2 separate regions of the Anser cygnoides genome follow, and region 1 is linked to region 2. The links are chromatin contacts, called in public Hi-C maps. All regions are on one chromosome and are shown on one strand. Each heading gives the region's core, a stretch centred on a gene start, on an enhancer-like site or on the middle of the called end of the contact. The rest is flanking DNA. Distances are from core to core; before and after follow the strand shown. Region 1 has its middle 110 kb from the start of CLVS1. Region 2 overlaps RAB2A (RAB2A, member RAS oncogene family).

The links. Hi-C and Micro-C count contacts between places; a contact is called where the count stands out from the background.
Region 1: a contact with region 2 is called in a Hi-C map of liver, with 2.5 times the contacts expected there. The contact joins two enhancer-like sites. A contact is called at or near these places in 2 of 7 Hi-C or Micro-C datasets (granulosa cells and liver).

The regions. Positions count from the first base shown.
Region 1 is chr2:124,953,833-124,959,819 of Taihu_goose_T2T_genome, reverse strand. No RefSeq gene overlaps it. Among named protein-coding and RNA genes, the nearest start is that of CLVS1, 110 kb to the left of the region's middle. Within about 2 kb of position 4,374, at least 1 of the 3 cell types and tissues checked has open chromatin away from gene starts, as enhancers often do.
Region 2 is chr2:124,734,407-124,740,820 of Taihu_goose_T2T_genome, reverse strand. It overlaps RAB2A (RAB2A, member RAS oncogene family), which reads right to left. Exons shown (of 8, transcript XM_066993020.1): 7 at 510-578. Among named protein-coding and RNA genes, the nearest start is that of CHD7, 22 kb to the left of the region's middle. Within about 2 kb of position 3,155, at least 1 of the 3 cell types and tissues checked has open chromatin away from gene starts, as enhancers often do.

The DNA of each region.
Region 1 (5,987 bases), core at 3,125-5,624, 220 kb before region 2:
GAAAGGTGATCACAGAGCAAACGGTTCTGAACACGTGAGGAAATCAGAAAATTTTCAGATTAAGTATAGGCAAGTTCTACTGGCATTTTGCATAAATCCTCCCCTATAGCTTCCTGTTCAGGATGCTGCTTTCTGCATTTCCTATTGTTAGGCATCTAATTCTTCTGCATTAGATACGTGAATCTGTCATCTAATTTGGGTTATGAATTCCCCATAGGACATAAAAATGTAAAGGTTCACTTTATGAGTTCACCTTGTGACTGCAATTCAAAATCACAGGGTTTACCTCCATAATCCAGAACTATCTTGATTAACATACCTACTTCTCTTCTCTGGCTAAATCAACATATTTTCCTCAGTAGCCTTCCCTCTTGCTATTATGTCTTATCCATCTGAAACCTCCCAGTTTATTTTACCTCACCAATGGACCTGGTTAAAGTGAGCTCTGCACACGATCTGATAAGGAATGAAAGAGGTAGTATTAACTTATGGAAGAAATCAGAAATCTCCTTTTTGTCAATGGAGAGAAAATTTGTTGCCTTCTCAGAACCTGACATCACACATAGTGACTCTTCACTCTTACGTCTTGGTCCAAGGGTTCAGATCACAGGCTTAAATCATCCCTTTGCTCAAGCTGTACGCTAGTCTGTCTCACTAAAGATAAACATGAACAGCCTGTGGCACAAAGTCAAACCACTGAGTCAAGAGGCTGGATCAGTTCGTCTGCATTCCATAAAGCTGGGCATAAGGAAAGACCAGAGGCAGCCAAAAAAGTAGTGAATAAAATCTCTGCTCAGTTGAGGACCGACAGACTCAGTACAGTCTTTTTTTGGGCCTGAAGCCATTGCTTCCACTGGGACATGACCCAGATCTGGGCCCTCCCCACCCCATCTCCTTTTCCCGTGCCTTCAGCTGTGGCTGTTCACCTGGGTCTGCTTCCTCCAACCAAAACCACATGCCTACTAATGCTTCTTCTGCATGCAGCATAAGCCAGCAAGGTTGACTGCCCCCATTTGGCAATCCTCTCAGCGTGGCATCTTGAGTGGGAATATCTGTCCTCTTCTGCCCTTGCTTTGGCTCTGCTGGACACCAGAAAAGCTTCAAAGCCAAATCCCTGACTTCAGAGTTGCTCTCCTATCAAAAGTGGTGCCCCTGCAAACAGCCAGCGCTGCCTCAGTGTGCTGGGGCCAGCATTCCTCTACCCAGATGAAATCTAGAAGTTAACCCCAAGTTCCCTTTTCCCCAAGTTCCTGAGGGACAAGGTCTTTTAAAAATGTGTTCTGTGAGTACATGCTCCAGATACAGCAGCACTGAGATCCACACAAAATGTTTTCTCTGTAGGAACAGGCACTGGGGTCATGTACAGCAGAGCTTTATTTGCTACAGCCTTCACCCAGAAGATAGGATTCAGAGGATTTAGAGTATGGTACATTCACACAGGGTTCAAACTTACATTTTTCGTGCCCATAAAAAGGACCCCGAATGCCTGTCCATAGATGTCATTAGAGGGGAAGAAGGAAGATCCCTATTACAGTCTCTTTTATCAGGAGTTTGAAACCTGTTTTACGTAAAACAGGCATAAAGTAAATTCAGCAGAAGGCCTCATGTGGCCTCTGTCAGGAGCCTTAACAGTCCTGAATGTCACCCATACATCAAGCTCAAAACACTGCTGTGCATCCGAGTCATGGACCTCATCTGGCCTAAGCATCCCATAGGGAGATGGCTATACCCCACAATTCATTTTAGGTGGTCAACTACGAAAAAAATGCAGAACAAGTACCATGAAGAATCAGGGTGCCTGACTCATATTTCCCAAGGATTTACGAATGCCTAGAATGTGAATTTGAGTGCAGATTTCAAAGTATCTGTGGGCTCTGAGGTCACTGGAATAAGAGGATAAGGAATATCAACTGCATACCTTTAGGTCTACAGAATTGTAACAGTGTTCTGTAGGCAAGCAGAATTATATCCCATCTAGAAGAGCTGATTCAAAGAATTTCATGTACAATTATACACTTTACTTAGACCCTCAGATATATTTTGTGTTAGTCCATAACATGGAAAGGTTTGCAAAATTCAAAGAGATGATTAAAAGTCTATTAGAGAGCTTTTTTTATTCCAGTCCTTTTCTGTACTAAGATATAAAGCTTTTGGCTCATGTAATTCCTGCTCTTCTAAGATGCATCAGTATGGTACAAAATTGAAACTAGACCCTACAAATGCTTAAATGTGCCAATGATATCAATAAATAATGAGAAGCGGGGATACTTTCAAATGAATCATTTCTGTCATTCTAAGTTCAGGATCCAAAGCTACAGGGACAAAAATTAGGAATTTTCTCTGTTGTACCTTCAAAATCTCCCTTCTCTGTGACTATAAGGGTATGATAGTCTATATGCTGAGAGATGATTTTTAAAGTTTGCAGATTTCACCCTTCAACTGTTGGGAAGCGTGTTTTCTTTTGTAGCAAGGAAGATTGAGGCATCATTTGAGATTCTTACTGGTTAAGAAAACTTAGACTCACTTTTAGCTCTAAGAAAGCAGCCCTTCTTTGGGACGGTACAATTCCAATCACAGCAAATGGCCCGCAAGGACCATCTGTTGCTCTGTTGAAATGTTTGAATAAGAGGGTGAAAGAAGAGGAGACTGCTGATAAATCAGAGCTCTCCTGAAACATCTACATACATAAAAGTTACATCTAAAATAGCTTAGTGCAGTCAAGGAGGGGATAAGGGAGTCTTCTGATAGTGAGGGGGGAGCAGGGATGGAAACTTCTAATTGGGTACTAGGTTTCAAAGGAAATCTGAAGTATGGATTTAGGAGTGCTACACAGGGCTGTATGCATTTTGACTGTCTTTCTGTAAGCTATGATTTAGCTCAGCTGCAAGTAACTTGCGTAGATGAAGAAATCCCAGTGTGAAATTGTATGCCCTGTGCAATGCAAGAGGTCAGACCAGATGAGCATAATGGAGCCTTCTGGCCTAAGGATCTCTGGGATCTCCTAGATCTTGCAGAAGGCAACGTCTATAAAGACAATAACCGTTAAAAGTAAGTACGTAGGTACAGTAACACTGCGTTTTAAATGAAGATCTAAAATTAAACATTGTAAATTAGCGGTAATTTTTTATTTACTGAAGTATATACATAGTGAATGCAAATGGAACTGATTTGTAGATTAAATCACTCGCCAGATGAGTCCTATTCTATTGAAATCCTAGATATTTGTCTATTCTGGAACAAAACTCAAAATTAGCAGCAATATTAGTAGGTATTACCACAGAAAGGCCTTTTCAAATCACTTGCATCTGCCCCCGAACGCTAACCGGCTTGCTCACCACCAAAACGCAAGCAAGAAAGATTGGCATCTGGTAATGAAAGTATCGCTTCCTGGATGTGTTGGGCAAACACCACTTTGATTAAATCACTTGGGGTTTAATAAAGCACAACGGGTGCTGCAGCAAGGCAACACGAGTGGCCGGCTCCCCGTGCCCAAGGCCGCACAGGTAGGCAGGTATCTGCTCTCGGTGGCTGCGGGGCTGCCAGCCGGTAGATGGAGCACAAGGCCAGAAGCTGGGCTGGGGAAAAAAGCGCTCGCCGAGCTGCGAAATCGCAGTGTTTTGATTCATAAAACGCATAAATCCCTCCGAGATGAATCATAACAGGAAAGCGCCGTCACCGCGCGCTTCCTACGAGGTGAAAATTCTCCAAGTTGCAGCGATCGGTGCGGTCTGCAGCTTGGTGGCTGGACCCTCGCTGGGGTTTTTGGGCTGCTGTGGTGGTGGGAGGCCTGTGGCATGTGCCAGCCTCACCTTCATGCCCTCAGCAAAAGTGTGCATCCATCCTGTCCTGCTGCTTCGTACCGTGAGGCTTAGCACGCGTCATAACCGTGGCAGGCTGTAAAGCCTGAGGAGCAGAGTAGTTCGGGTTTTAAAAAGTGTATTAAATATATATATATCAATATTCAGGAGCTCTTAAGAAAAGTTTTTAGGTAAATGACTCGTGAGCAGAGATAAAGCCCTGAATTTCAAGGCCCTGGAAGTCTTGCAGAAGCTCCATCATCATTGTCAGAGCTTACGTACAACATTGATTTTTGTGTTATTATCCAGACCAGACAGGACATAATGTGTGAACATCCACCATCTATTTTTCCACTGGCTTTTATTTCTAATGTGCCTCAGCCTCTGAGCAAATGGGAATCTGAGCCCCTCAGTTCAGTAGAATTTATTATCCTTCAGGGAGGGGGGACCGAAATCACAATTGTAAGTGCTCCCTCCGCTCACACACGCATGCACGCACACACACACTAGATGTGCTGTCTGTGCACCACTCCCCTATTGTTTTCACTGTAACTGATTTTGGCACCAGCTCTTTAGCACTTTGGAAGGGCCTTCATTAGCACTGGGACACTGTCCAAAAGGAATCCAGAAAAATCAACACATGGCTGCTCTTGTTCTCATGATAAATGACAGCTTTGGCTGAAAAACAACAACAGTAAGGAAGCAAAACAAAACCCAAAAAGCAACAAGGGTAGCCATAATGTGAATAGGAGAAGTCAGACATGACTAACTCAGCCTGGATGGGGGAATGGGGCTGGCTGGGAGGGGGCAGGGGGATTCCTCCCTTGGTACTGGATTAAAAAAGTGGTTTGGTCTTTCTGCTGACATGGGGGGGGGGGCTCGTTCTCGCTGGCGAGAGAGAGAGGGGCGGGGGGAAAGGCTATGACCAGACACCACTGCTTTGGAAAGGGTAGTGGGTTAAGGAAAATAAAATGTCTGCCATCCTCACGAGGAAGAGGGATCCACGTCCCTTCCATGAAGCAAAGCTTACGAATGCAGAGAATGTATTAGGCTGCTGTATTAACCCATTTATTCCCCAATGGCTGTGTTTACACTCGAATCCTGAAGTGCTTACTCAGGCAAAACTCCCAGTTGACCTAGTCCTGAAGGCTTTAATCAGGAAGTATGCCCAGTGACTTCAATGGGAGCTTTGTCTCAATAACTATTCAGGATATGGCCCATAGGGATCTTGAAACTAGAACTAATTGAATTTTTTGCACAACATGCCTTTTTACTTGAAAAGAACCCCTTTTATCCAAAAACAATTCTTCACAAAATGCGTCAGTCATTTTTCTTTATTATTTGTAATTTTCTATCATATTTTACCAGAACGCTCACAGACTTCTTACTTTTCACAGAAAACAAAACAAAAACAAACAAATCCTTATGGAGATTTTTACTCTTGCTAGGAAAAAAAAATAAATATGATAAGCAAATAGTTTTGAAACAATGTTGGTAAAAACTGTAGAAAACACCTAGAGAATGTCAAAAGAAAAGTAAGCTCATTTTTTAAAGCAGGAAAAATGGGCTTATTAAGATTTTGTTGATGATGATATTGCTAGAAATTCATTCCTTACATTTTGATTTTTTCCGTTAAAAACTGTGGAGTACTACCAGTGAATGCACAAGTTTGTGTATACAGTTATCTTAAATCACTACAACCAATGTTTAAACTCATTGTGAAGCCTCTTAAAAAGAAAAAAAAAAGTCAGCCCTGACCTGCAATGTCTTCCATACACTTAAGTGTATGAGTTATGGGGAGTCCTTCAAGCTGCACAAACTTCAACAAATGATTTAGGCTCACATTCATTGCAGATGACAAATATGGAATGAAACACCTTAAAGAAATTTTTAGGCAAATATCCACAAGGCTGTGAAAAGATGTACAAAACCATGACAACAGTAGCAAAGATGTCCTGGAACTGCTTAAAAACAGGGTTTATGCTTTTATTTTCCAGTCTGAGAAGCGATTGTTTTCCTAAAAATGTCTGGAGCCCAATCCAGGACAGCAATGGTTTTAAAATACATTTAGAAAATATGTTTTCAAATGAGAATGTCTATTGAATTTCTTGGAACAACAATAATGAAACAAAAGAAATAAATAAAAATTGCAAGTGCAAATCTGCTGTAAAGAAACAGAAGCAATGTTTT
Region 2 (6,414 bases), core at 1,906-4,405:
TTTACAAAAGTGCTCACTGCTTCATGCCCCACACCTTGTAAGAACAAGCTGAAGAGGCTGGCCCTGATAATCTGTAATTTCAGTAATGTGCATAGACAAAATGGCTAATCTTTTATTCCCCACAGAATCCAGCCACCTAAACCAGGAACATTTCAAAAGTCTTTTATGTAACTCTCAAAGCAATCCCTCCCCTACACTGGACAGCTCATGGAGTGCATCTGGCATATCAACATGGTCCTCCATTTACATAGTGGAAAATTATCTTTGAAAACAGATGACACCATATGGAGAAGTGGATGAAAGTGGATTTTCTTCTCTTTTGGGGATTTATATTATTTTGTGATGCTTCATGGATGGATAGGGTCACTTATTTTAATCCATTTTTACCACAATGGCAGACAATTCTATATCTAAACGTAACAGACATATTTTACTTCTAGGGAGGGTGGATTTGGCACATAAAAAAAAGAGAGAAAAAAGAAGAAAGTGTTTTGAGTACTAAAACTTACCTCATTATTAATGTCAAAAACTCCTTCCTGGATTTTCTCGTAGATCTCCTTTGCAGTGTTAATAAACGCCTAAAACAGAGAGGAAAACAATAGTAAACTAGTGGATATGATATCGTTTGGTGTACGATATACATGAGATTGAACTCCAGTTAGCATATTTTTTTCAGCAAGACTTTCCTACCTCAGGAGGAACAGGTACGACAACAGCATCCTACAACCTACCCTGAAGTAGCAATGGCTCACATGCTATTTACAAAAATAGAGAGGCATTTTCATAACAACTATATTCTACAATCTGTTGTCCAGTAATTACAGGGGGAAAAAAGTGGTTTTTAAGATATATAAATTACTTTTAAATTATTTATTTCTGACCCTTATGGATAGATTGTGTGGCAGATGGTTTCCCCTACCCTTAATATCTTTGTAATAGGCCACTCTAGATTAGAGTGCTTAGCAACATAAAACCACAGGGTACTTACAATGATGATGTAAGGATGCTGTCTGCTGGATGAAACCTTATGCTATCATTTAATATTCACCTAATTTTAAGAATGTATTCTCTTTAATTAATCTTGCACATGATGGGCAACAGACATCTTAATGGTAGAAAAGAAATACTCCAGATTTTATTATGATTTCTCAAATTGTATTAATTCTGAGAAAAGACTTTTTGATGCTACATCTGAAAGAGTGAGTGGTATAAATAAATATTTTTGGTTAAAGTTCACAATCACTGATTCCATTTTTCATCTCTCGTTTAACTTCATAGGTCAAACAATGCCTAAGACAATGTATAATTTAAGAGGTGATTAACAGCAGCTAATAATTACAAGCAATAATCAAATATATGGCTCTTTTTATTTTAAAATACCATCAGCACACAATCATACAAGATATGCTATCTTCTGCACTAGCCCGTTACAGCAAATACAGATCTAATTCAAATATAAAAAAGTAAACAGGGTTCATGGAGAGGAACAAATCATACCTTTCCTCATTTCTACACTGGAAGCATTTGACTGCTGAACTTGCCACCAGAGCTTTGTTTCCTAATTAACAGGACTGATATGTTTTCACCTTTAAAGGCCTTACAGCTCCCCAGAGTAATCAATCTACTGCAGCTCAATTACTGCACCAAGCACACACCACAGCCAGTGAAGGAGACTTGAACGACTGCAGCAGGAGCAGGAAGATATGAATATGCATAAACTCTAAGTGGGTGATCGAATCATCACAGAGGGTCATGAGAATTTGCAGCAAAATAATGAGAAGAATTAATCATTGCAGATTCACAAGGCACTTAGGAAGTGAGTTCGTTTTTCAAACATGCGTTAGAGTTGAGGAGAAAAATTGGCTTGCAGCCAACTATGAATTGATTCAAATTCCTCAGAAATTGAAGTTTTCAATACAAGAAAAAGCATTCAAACTTATCTTGGTTTCTGATAACACACTAATTATTGTAACAGGCTCATACGTGGGCCTGTTGAAAGGTATAAGCCAAAAACTTTGGAAAGTCACAGCTGGGATCTGTGAGGATGCTTGCTCATTCCCATTTAAGTAGGACACTAAGCAGAACTTGAAGTCTTAAAAACGTGTTATGATAACTTCATGTAAACAAGCACTTAACAATTGGCACTTCTAACAATTCTAGAACTAGAGCTGGCTAAGTACACTTAGGCTCTTGGAATTAATTTCATGAGAATTAAATTACATCTATAAAAATTACTTTAGACCAACCACCTAGAATTTTGCCAGACTACCAACTCCAAACTGAGTACAAAGTATCTTCTGGATGCTACATTCAGGAAGAGATTGCCATGAGAATGCATCTATACTCACAAAAATGTGAAAATGCACCCCATATTCAACAGAGTTATTACATATGTACTGTACAAAGCATAAAAGCATGCTGACTTCAGTACAAACGGTGTATTTTAACACTAAATACATTTCCTGAGAAAATCTTGATCTGAAAAATCAAAATATTCCAATTCACCTCAGTTCTACAATTTCATTTGTCTACAGAAGATATAATCTGATTACCAAATTTCTGCCATGACTCTGGTACACTGAATATCAGTGTTAGAACAGTACATACAGGTATTCTGCATGGCAAAGTGCCAGGCTATACTGGGTCACATATAAATAATCCCTATTTGAAAACACTGGTTTCACGAGAATTTAGCATCTAAAAAATATACGTCTTCAGTTAGTACAGACTCTGAAAAATTACTACTATTCAGCAATGAAAAGAGACTTGCATCCCTAAAGACTTCCATCTGTTTCTTGCATCCATATATTTTAAGTTAGCTTATGCCTCAAAGTGTAAGTGGACCGAAAATACCCACCTGAGAACCTTACTAAAAACAGCACTCTAGTCACTTTAAGAATATCATATCAGATTTTGGCATTGTATGCTAGTGCCCCAATTAGCAAGGACAAGAAGGTGAACCCTGTGTAATTGGCTTCTTCTAAAAATTTCTTTTCATACTGCATGTTCTAACTCTTATCTGGAACACGCAGTATACTATAAACTCTCAATTATTTATGGGCAGTTTATCCTGTTTGCAGATTAACTGAGCCACGGATGCAAAGAGACAGAGCTGCTTCCCCTCAAATCCAGTTTGCATTTATTAGACCACGTGCAGGGGACTGCAAGAACACAGCTGTAGCACTTCACATGCCAACTTGGATCCAGGTGCAGCTCGGCCACTTCCACACAACACAAGACTTCAACCAGCAAGCCCACACGGACCCAGGCTGGCTGCCTACCAAGCCTGCTGCAGTTGCCCTGTAGATCCCGGTAACGCTGCTGCTGTTAAACCACAACACAAAGACACTCAAGCCTCTCCACCCCCGACCAACTCAGGTCCATCCCAGTTTATTCTCACCGGCTCCAGACAGGCAGCACTAGGTTCTGCCTGGCTTTACATGCAGTCACCCGAAAGATGGCAAGCCCCTGCTACACAGTTCCTACATTAATATACTCAGTCTGCAAAAACCTCTCTTCCTTTTATGAGTAGACTTCCAAACACAAAGATTCTAGGCTACGTTTGAGGAAAATTAAAGAAATCACTGCATCTTTAGGAATATGTCTACATATTTTTATGTATGTGTTAAACATATGTTTAACTCCTGGTTTTAATCTTCCTAAATCACAAGATACTGATGCTTTCATGCTTGAGACTACTGAATTTATCTATACCACAGCACTTAAAAAAAAAAATCTACAAAAGTTGTTCAGTGATTTAGTGATTTCTTTCAGTATCACATTTTTCTATTGTGTTCACCTTATAACTAGGTTTGCCAACACTGATAACGGTAACACCCTGCTGAGGAAAATGACACTACTGGGCAAACAGGGAAACTAAGTCTTGTAAGATGCGATCTGCCTGTTGTGTCACACCTGCACCTAGTGCAAAGCAAACGAAGGAGGGTTTTGAGTCACAATATCTGAGTAAAATTTCACTTCAGATATTTACATAAGGGGTTTCCTAGGTCACGTTGCTTTATGGAAATCACAAAGTCTCAAAATGTCCACCTCAGAAAACAAACAAGCAAACCCAAAAGAACAACAACCGAAAATCACAGATGCTGCATTTAAGATAAATTAATCCTAAAACCCCCGACTATAAAACAAAAGCAATTTGACATCTATTTTATCAAAGTAAACAACGTAGGTTTACTGCCCTTGAGACAAAACAAGGAAGAATGAATTCTGTTACTAGTAAAAAAAATAATGCAGGAAGTAATGGAGTAAGCTCCTGTTACCTGTCATATGCAAGTTGTATGTAGGAGTAATAATAAGCTAAAGGCACCAGAACATAAGCTATAGAACAACTATATTTAGATTTGGCAGATGTGACAAAATGTGCAAATAATGTCTTGCAGACACTACAGCTATTGCCGTGATGAGTATTTGATGACTTAGCTCCAAGCTGAGCATAACAAAAACTTGTAAATGAATCACCAATACTTTTCAAAACTCAGATTTTAGAAGTCCATCTTCACTTAAAATCAAAATATATCATAATCTGCATTTCCAGTTCATGTAACATGCTGCCCTCTGGTGGCTATATTAAATTTAGTGCTCTGAAATACAAATTGGTTTGAGTTCATTATTTCCGAACGCTTTCCTACACTTAAATCAAGGACACTTAACTGTAACATATCTCAAATTCTGAAGCATGGCCTTCACCTCTGTGGTCAGCCAACACCTAGAAGTTTGTCCTCCTCCCAATTTCCTATGCTTCAGCAGTTAAGATTAGTTCATGACTCTAGTAAAATATGCATTTGGAAACAGTAATGACACGGACCACAAACGGGTTTACTCAGTAGGGCATTCAACAGCCCAGAGTGTAAGTGGTGCCGGATGGTCACTTACGGAGGGAGATCCTAAAGCTCTGAGCAGCTGTTTTATGCGCAGTAAGACAATACTTTTTACAATTAAATGATCCTTCAGAAAGAAACCCAGGTCACCGAAGGGCTTTCAGAGGGGTTAGTTATTAAGCAGCAGGGAAGTGCTATATAACGAACCCACACCCCAAGAAGTGCCCTTACACATTTGTGGCTCTACATTTAAAGGAAAGGCGCACAGGCCCAAAACAGAACTTGACAGCAATTGGCTTGTGCTGTCTTTGACAAGCTTATTGGAAAGAAGCACATTACTAGCTTGAAGCTTCTCAAGAAGTACTGCAGCTGCTGCTGAACAGTTACAAGAGATGGAGCACCTGAGAAAACGATAAACACGTAACTAAGGAACTACTTATAGAGCAAAATCTATGGCTCAGGCAGACAGCCATATGATACTTTTCATGCTGTTATTGAGAGCCTGGAACCCTTAACTGAGAATTTTATTATGATTACACCTCAGGATGCCCAGAAGTCCCAAGAACCATGGCAGAGTCACTGTTCCTTGCAGCACAGTTGGGGCGCTGCCCAAGGACTTCCCACAAGGAGATAAAAGTTGTGAATCTTCACTGAAGTCAGGTGTCCTGCCCCTTCTCTCTCCTACAGATGAACTGACACCTCTACTTTCTCATGGGAGAAAATGGCTGAAGAGCCTAACTTCACACAGCTGAAGGGTCACAGAGCTTTGATTTCCATGAACCTGAAAGAATCCTGGTTTTGATACAACTTAAGACAAACCAAATAAAATTAAAAAAACACACACCTTTCACATACAAGAAATTCTACTGTTCTCAAAGCTCTAGTCAAATTACATCTTATGTCACTTTAATAGTAAAGCTACTAACACCTTGAAGTTTCAAGTTTTACCAACTAAATCCTTGCTAAATAAATAGATCACCAGGTCAAGCAGCTGTTTGCGTACCAGCACTTAGCCATATTTAAAAAGGGTAAAAGGAAAGGAAAAAACAAATTCTAGAAAATATGAGTTCCAATTTGGAACTGGTAAGAATCTCATCTTTCTGTGGGATTTTCATTTTTGTCCTTTAGGGTATTACCAAGTCCATCATCCTTCTGTTATCTGTGACTGAGCAGTATGCCTGTTGAAACTACTGGGATTTTGAGTCTCCACTTTCTGATTCAACAGAAGTATGAAAAAAACTGCCTGAAGAGAAAATTAAGTTACAAGTGAAACAGAACTGTCGATTGACCATCCAGCTGTATGTAGCAGAGGTACTCAAACGCTGGGTTGAAACGGTTAGTCCATTCAGATTTAATCCTGAACAATGAATGCATTAATGCATTCTATTTATGTGCAGACAACTTGGAACAACAAAGACAGTAGTCTAAAACGAAAGCTTGGCATAGGGCTATATAATCCCATCCGTATGGGGAACAACTGACTGAAAGCAACTGCCACACCAGGAGTCAGTGACACGCTAGTAGAGCTCGGTAAGATCAGCTTCTGAACAGTGGTGGTGTCTGGTGCTGGTCTGAC